Regions from separate parts of the Mus musculus genome. Here region 2 is linked to region 1. Evidence: chromatin contacts called from public Hi-C data. All regions are on one chromosome and are shown on one strand. The core of a region is the stretch at or near the end of the contact, and the rest is flanking DNA. Distances in the headings are between cores, read along the strand shown.

Region 1 (3,960 bases), core at 139-2,638:
GCAGAGCATTGATCTTTTCCTTTCCAGGGCATGTCCATCTCTGCAGTGTTGCTGTTGTTGTTTCTGTTGGTAGTGGTGTGTGTGTGTGTGTGTGTGTGTGTGTGTGTGTGTGTGTGACTTTCTCAATAATTTGCTCCAAGGAGTAAAGTACCATGATCTTTTAGACCTTGTGTTTCTTTTGTAGCTTGGGGACTGTCTAGAGACTTGTTTTCATAGAGAATCTTAGGGTTTCTGTGTCCAGATCTCTGTCAGAGAGCCTGTGTGTGGATAACAAGAAAAAGAGAGGGTCCAATTAAAACACTTTTGGAGAAGTCAACAATGAAAAGGGATGCAAATAGGAGAGACTAAAGCACAAATAGCTTCAAGAATTTAGGGGAAATGGTTCACGGGAACAGATTCTCTTCCCGTTCCTGTGCTTCCTCAGAGTCCAAAACAGACCTGTGAGGAGGATAATGTGCTCCAGGGAGAACTGAGCCATGGTGAGAGAGTAAGAAGGAGGTAACCTCACCTCACGGTGCCTGGACAGAAGATACACACCCCAGTCCATCCCTGAGAACCACAAATCTTCCCCCCAGATCTTTGTTCATAGTGGTTCCCAAGATGAGAAGGCACTGGAGGCAGAAAATGCTAAAGACTTCAGATTATTAAAATAAATAAAATCAGAAATGTCTGATTTGATGCAAGGATGCACAAACCTTCGAAAGGGGTGGGGAAGAATTCTCCCTTCTTCTAGAAGAGTAAGAGTGCACGTGATTTTAAAAGAGTAATGGGAAATTCCGTGAAAACCACTCTGGTAAAAATAAAAAAAAAAAGGGATAGCTGAGTTCTTGGCTTTTCTAGGAAAGGAAACTGAGAGATGTCGCTTCCTCGCCAGCAGGGGGAGCGTTTTCTTCATGATTGCGTCGGGGAGCTTGGTTTAAAAACTTCGCAGCCAGACGTTTTCAGAGCCCCCCAGCCGGAAATCGCTGTGCAGGTAACAGCCCTCCAGTGTCTGGAAATGTTTAATTACCTCGAGCACTCCTTCCTTCGGTGCCCCTTGCAGGTCCAGTACGCAGCGCTGCGGGTGTGGTAGGTGATTCTAATCCAGGGTTCCATCCCAACTGCACACAGCTCAACTGCAACAACTTTTCTCCATCTTCTCTTGCTTTGTAAGACACTGGGTCTTTTCTGATGTGCTCACTTCCCACCTTGGAGGAAAGAACATTTCAGTTCCACCAGAGCGCAGGTGTTTGTGTGTCAAAAATGATTCTAATCACTCATTTTAAAAAGCTCTACTATGCCCTTCGCCCATATTTTGCACAAGTCATTATCTTTTCATTTTACCGAAGAGAGTATGGCCAGAGTTCGTGCAATCTCTTGTGTATATTCGTGTTTCCTTCAAAAAGAAACAAAGACAAAGGTATATATCCACGTAGATGCCCTGTTGTGACGTTTAATAATTAGAAGATGCTTAGACGTTCACAAGGAACTTAGGATGCGGGAAACGTCTGGGAAAAGGGTGTTCGCTTTCCCTTTCAGTTTGGGGACCGTAACTTGCCTGTCGCTGTCACAACAATAAACATCGACCTTAGCCACGGGCTTCTGTTCTCTAAATCCTGGCTACCTTGTAGATTTTCAGAGGCTGTAAGGTCTCAAACTTGTACATAAGCTGCATTGCCTACCTCTGAAATTTAACCCCTCCTCCTCCGAGCTGGATTTTGACCCGATTGACTATAATGGTTCCAGAGGAACTATTGAGCCATTACAGTTCATCATCTCAATGAGCACACGGGTAAAGCTAAATCCCCTCCCCTCGAGATTTAAAGGTTCCAATCTTGCATATGGGGTGGGGTGGGGGGGATAATGAGAAGACTTCCCTCAAGATGTCCACAAAGTAGTTGCAGGAAAGTTTGCTGTAAAAGCGACACTTCGCAAATATTAAGTAAATTCCACTTAGCAGAAAGAGATCACTTTTGTGTATCTGTGGAGAGGTACTGGGTTCAGAAACAAGCGGAGACCACCCAAATCATTTTTAACTCCAAGACAGGTTGTATCTTTTCTCTTCTGATTGGCAAAAAGGGACTGGGGTTAGGACAGGAGGACAAGTAGAGGTCACTATCACCTGGGCTAAGCCTGCGGGGTGCGGGGGAGGGAGCCAGGACTGGCAGCCACAGTAGTGTCTGCGAGGCTGAAAGGCTGCACTCCCTGTGGTTAAAGTTTGGGAGGAGTCTCCTGCAAAGCTGGGGGTCGCGCTTTGGCTGCACTCTACCAGGACCAGGATGCATCTGGAAGCAAGCACGCAAGGGGCCCAGGGCTAGAACTCTTCTTTCTGGAGTAGAGACCCTTTCTCCAGGTGATCAACTCCTGCAGAATCTGGAACTTTTTGGGCGTCCCTCCTGGAGCCAAGCAGCAGGCAGTGGCCAAGGGAGAGACTCAGAGAGGAGTAACCCGTAACCGCTGAATCTGGTTACCCTCTGCAGGCTCTATGCATGCCTAAACTATAGTCTCAGTCAGTGGAAGTTCTGAGAGACGGAGTTTGTGGACCCCAGCAATGAGGCGTGGGTGAGATAGGAGTTTCCTCTTCTTCACTGGGCTCTTGGGCTGATGTGACCAACAGCACCTCTGGGTACAGACTGTCTATGTCATGAAATAGGTTTGAAACACGACATCCTGGAGAATTTTAAACGAATCTAACTTCTTCAAAAAATGCCCATGTCTTCCTAAGTACTCTGAACCCTGCCCTCCATCCACTAGTTTCTGTCCAACCTAGTCTGGCCAATTTCTCTTAAACAGTTGGGAGAAAGATGCCAGCAGTTGCTCTCCTTAGCACAAAGTACAGAATGGCTGGCAGCTTCCGGGGCTACTGGGGCGTCTTCCCCCAAGTAACACCTAGAAGAAAACAGGACCTTGGATGGCCTCCAGGACATCTGGGAGCCATGCTTTACATGGGGTCGCTCACCAAGGGACTCACAGTGGGAGGGAGCACTTCTAGCAGCTGACCCAAGAAGCAATCCCTTAGTAACCAGGGATCTAAGCCCACTGAGGTGACCTCAGTCCCTGGGTACACAGCTATGCACAGTCCTGTCCTGCTTTGTTAACCAACTCCCTGGAAAGATCTGAGAGCCAAAGCCTGAGCTCCCAACCTTGCTTCATGCGCCTTCTGAGTCCTCTCATTTCCAGGACTTGCTTGAAGGCCAGGTCAGTTTTTCCAGGTAAAAGCAGAATTAAAAAATCTGCTTGCATATTCTTCACCTGGAATCAAAGCACTGTTCCACCAATGTAGGTAACCTATTCTCTCTCTCTCTCTCTCTCTCTCTCTCTCTCTCTCTCTCTCTCTCTCACACACACACACACACACACACACACGCACACACACACACACACACACACACACCTGGTGGAGGAGATGGGAGATGGTAAGGCTACTTTTTTGAGAAAGCCAAAAAGAATGATGAAATAGAGGACTGTGTTGCATGGACTCCTGGGGGATAAGGGGCTAGTGCATATATGTCTCAGGAGAGTCTGTACTTTTGATGTAGAGTTGTTGCTCTTCTCAAGTGTATATTAGCTAATAAGCAGAGGTTTTATTTTGTTTAACTCTTTTGGGAAATTTTGGCCCTTAGCATGGAAATTATCCAAGCTTTGCCTACTATGGGAACACATTGAGCCTAAGTGGAAGGAAGTCCTGGGATTCCTGACTGGATTTTGTTGCTGTGTCCCCAGCTATTGGAATGGGGTGACCTCAGCTCCCTCTGCTTCCAGGATCCTGCTAGTACTGACAGCTGCTAAGATTCCAGGCACATAGGCACACTTATGTGGGTCTCTTACTTGAACAGTAACCAGTGGGGTGCTGGAGGTGGGAGTGGGCTCCTGAGTAAACTATAGCCCTTTCTCTTGTTCCTTCCCTGCTCTAGCCAAAGTTAGCCAGAGTCTGGAAGCTATGTTCCATTCTAAAAGTTTGCGAATACCAAGTCTGTTTCA
Region 2 (4,007 bases), core at 1,224-3,723, 570 kb after region 1:
AGCATACACCAGCTGATGTGAGGCCTCCAACACACATACAGTAGAGGACTTCCAGGTCTGTGTTCTTTCAGAGATAATGCACCTAACCCTCAAAGAGAATGGAGGCCCCTGGGAGTTTAGAGGTCAGGTGGGGTCAATGGTGGGGTCATCCACATGGAGACAGGGGGTGGGGAGGAGGTATGGGAAGTGGACTGCCAGAGGATGGATGGGGAGGTGGGTGTGAATGGATTATAGAATGTAAAAATAAATTTTAAAAAAAGGAAAAAAAAGAATTAAAATACACACACACACACACACACACACACACGCACAAATGCTATTGTTTCCTTGGCATTGAGAAAATAAATCTCTTAAGTTCACCCTGTCAGACTAAATGAGTAAAACAAGAAAAATAAACAAAAGATCAAGTGGATCCTTGCACAAAACCTATCACTCTTGCCATTTGAATTGAACCAGAATCTCCAGATAACAGTGACCACCAAAGCAAAGGAAGAAGAACAAAAAACTGGAGCTTTCGATTTGTTTTCAGTAACACAAGACTTGCCCTCACTAAAATGTTGTCCTGGGGAGTTAATTAAACAGCCAATCTGGCCTATCCTGAGATGTGAGGGGACCTGTGACAGGCTGAACAAATGGGCCAGGAAAGGTGTGTGCTGTTTGGCTTGATTGAGGAGCTTGGGTTTTTCACCCCTAACTCTCCTGCCATCTGGACTTGAGTTTGTGGAATGTGGGATGGCTGCCTCTCTGCGCTTATCTGCTGATAAGATTTTCAGCCTCAAACACATGTACTCAAAAGGCAGGGAGCAAGCATTTTAGACTTTAAACAGCTTCCAAACCCTCCCTCTGAAGTGCCCATTGCACTAAGGCAGGGAAAGGAAGTAAACACACTCGCATGCTTTGCCCTTTCCCTATCTAGGATGTTTGATGTCAAAATGAACAAAGACTAAATAGAAAAGGTTGCCGAAGGGGAAACTGGAGCCATGATGTGCCTCCTAAGCCGTAGGACTCCAAAGTTAATCATCTTTAAGAAGATACACCCGTTCAAAGAAGTTTTATTGACACTTAAGGAACAATAACAACGTTTACAACTGCCTGGTCATCAAGCTGAATCCCAGAAAACAAATTATTTAAGGATGTTTATGGACCAACTATGCAAAGTTGTCCTCTGACATCCACACCTGAACCATGGCACATGCACACACACTTCATGTGTGCCTGCACATAATAATAGAGTCTTTTAAAACATCTTCATAACTCTGCCACGTGATCATCCAGTGACCCATTTTTCATGTCCTACTTTGCCACAAGCACAAAGTAGAAGCTTGAATTACCAAGCCATTTAATTCACTAAAGCCTAGTTTTCAAGGAGTTTATACCCAGGAACATGGGCAGAAGAGCAGAAACACTACAGGACAGAGTGACACAGGCCCTAAGAAATAGAAACTCTGATTCGGCTTCAAGGCCAGAGATAGAACCCACTGAACAAGATGCCATCTCATATGTTGTTTGATTTTCAAAATTCTCTTTCTGGCTCATCCCATCTCAGGCTAATGTTTAAGCTCAAAGAGGGAATAAGCCTTTTCCATTTGTGAAGTTGGAAATATATAATGGTAAGTGCGATCAACATATTCCTTTTTGGTATCATAAGTTTATGGTCTTTAAATGACTGGAATTTTACCACAGGGAAAAAACTTTATAGAATTTTATTTATTAAAAATATTACAAATGTCTCTCAAAGAGCTGAACTGTATCATACTCCTGTATCCTAGGATACTAGGAAACATGACTTCTTTGATCTTAACTATTTTAAAGGGGCAAATTCTTCTCTTATCTTCTTATAGTACCTAATCAGTTTAATAGGAGATGAGTGATCTGATTTCTTCCTTGACAAAAAGCAAAGAGAAAATTTAACCTACACAACCCCTGTGGTGTCTGAATTAGTGTCTAGTAATACCAGAAGTAATTGCAGAAAGACATAAGATAAGGATACCCTATTTGGCAAAATAATTGCAAACTGATGGAATGCTTTTATTTACAGCTGTCATATTAATTAATTAATATTAACTAATTGATTAATACACTGACACCTGTGAATCCAAACTCAACAAACAAGCAGGCATACATAACAGCCCTGAAAGATAAGTGTTAATAAACTGGTGTTGAAATGTATGCTGTTTAAAAATTCTGGCACTCTTTAAGGGCCTACTTTCTGTAATTTCACATAGTCCCTAGTCAATGCTGTTCTCTGAATTTGCCATTGCATACATTTCATTCTCTAAATGTACCAAACTTATCTCCTCAGAAATCTCTGCAGCCCTTCAAACATCACCTCCCTCCGTTGGTTTACTCATCCCAATGCTCCCGGATTCTGTTTTTCTGGCCAAGTGAGGAAAAGCCCTCTTGCTTCTAGAGGTCACACACTATCTTGATTTAGCAGGTTGGGCCCCTGAATCACTCCTCTTCTCAGTAGCAAAGAATGCAGGCTCAGAAGGATTAATTACCAAAGCCAGTAATCCTGACTCCAGCCTACAAATATATGGGGAAGTCCAACAAAAATCTTGAAAGTGATTTGCAACATTCTGTTCCAATCTGTCTCATGAGTAATGCCACTTTGACACCTCTTACCCATGTAAACAGAATTATCTCACACACATCAGCTATTCTTTCTGAACCCTCTCCTTTTCACCCCGAGGCTCAATTTTCCCTCCCCTGAAAGAAGATCAACATAGTTTTACTAATAGCTTCTACCTCACTCTCCCTAGTGAAATGAATACCCTCTCAAGGTAGGAATGCCAGTAGCTTGTTTTATTACAAGTCATATGTACTCCCACAGGCCTGGGCAAAAATTAATTATGTATTTTGGTCTCCAGCCCAGGGGACATAGAAACGCTTGGCAAAATCTCATAAGTCGGATCAAACCTGGCAACTGTCGTCACATCACATCAGTGAAATCTCAGTTTACTCAGAAGGAACCAGAGTGGAAATTCCTGATTGACCATTAAAAGGCTTAAGCAGGTAGCACTTTCTTGAAATTATTTTGATTTGGACTCAGTAGGCTAAAATTCAGCCAGAGACCACACATCTGCCCATCATAGTAGAACAGTTGTCTGTGAACCTGCCCTTCCATACCCACAGATTCCACAACCAGCCACAGACCAAAACCTTCTAAAATCTTACGTCTGTGCTGAACAAATACAGATATTTCTTGTCATTATACCTTATACAATGCAGAAAAGCAACTATTTGCATACTATTTACATTGTACTAAATACAATGTAGAAATAATTTAAAGAACATGAGATAGATATGTGTGTGGGTTACATGAAATGCTATACCATTTTAGATAATTTTATATAGTAGACATGAGCAACTGTGGATTTGGGCAATTGAACAAGGGCCTGGAACCAATCCTCTGCAAATGCCATGGATGATTGTAATTCTGTGAATGAACATACTTGCAACCTGTATGTCATGATTGACCATTGAATATAAATAAAAGATATCATTGATTTTTTATGTATCCACACACACATACAGTACCATACATGACTATAAAATTATTTTTATCTATGTTAGTGTATATAAATAATATAAAATATTAGAGTTTGATATTGCCCAAGTGAGACTCTGGTTCAGAATGTTAAAAGCATCTTAATATATTCAATAAAAGTTTGAATTACTGAAAAAAAGGAATTATAGAAAATGATACCTCACAAAAAGCCACATATTAACATGAGTATAGATACAATTAAAACCCAGATAACTAAGACCTATATGTATAGCAAGAAATATATTTAGGTGTGTTAAAACCATGAAGTTTACTGTGCACATGTACCCAACATGGGTCACAGAGAAAAGTTCTTTTTTCCTCACAAATAGCCACCAGGGTCTGTTTCTGCTGTTGATTTATTAGTTTTTGAATCACATTGTATCAGGTAAGGGCTTAATGTGCTGCAGATGTAGAAAATTGTACTCCCTTCCCATGCCTACTGTTGAAGGTGGTGTGT

The links. Hi-C and Micro-C count contacts between places; a contact is called where the count stands out from the background.
Region 2: a contact with region 1 is called in a Hi-C map of the C2C12 cell line, with 2.3 times the contacts expected there. The contact joins the enhancer-like site here to the promoter of 1700022H16Rik in region 1. A contact is called at or near these places in 13 of 39 promoter capture datasets (the 3T3-L1 cell line, the HPC-7 cell line, cranial neural crest and 7 more), 10 of 484 Hi-C or Micro-C datasets (the C2C12 cell line, adipose-derived mesenchymal stem cells, cerebellum and 5 more), 7 of 115 datasets of contacts at active chromatin or transcription factors (the NIH/3T3 cell line, craniofacial prominence, embryonic forebrain and 4 more) and 2 of 9 other capture datasets (adipose tissue and embryonic stem cells).

What each region holds. Positions count from the first base shown.
Region 1 is chr12:9,569,197-9,573,156 of GRCm38.p6, forward strand. It overlaps 1700022H16Rik (RIKEN cDNA 1700022H16 gene), which reads right to left and starts at 1,389. Exons shown (of 4, transcript NR_045488.1): 1 at 1,324-1,389; 2 at 1,010-1,187.
Region 2 is chr12:10,133,553-10,137,559 of GRCm38.p6, forward strand. No RefSeq gene overlaps it. Among named protein-coding and RNA genes, the nearest start is that of Gm46324, 58 kb to the left of the region's middle. Within about 2 kb of position 2,474, at least 11 of the 459 cell types and tissues checked have an H3K27ac peak or open chromatin away from gene starts, as enhancers often do. A contact at or near this core is called in the C2C12 cell line, where this site is marked.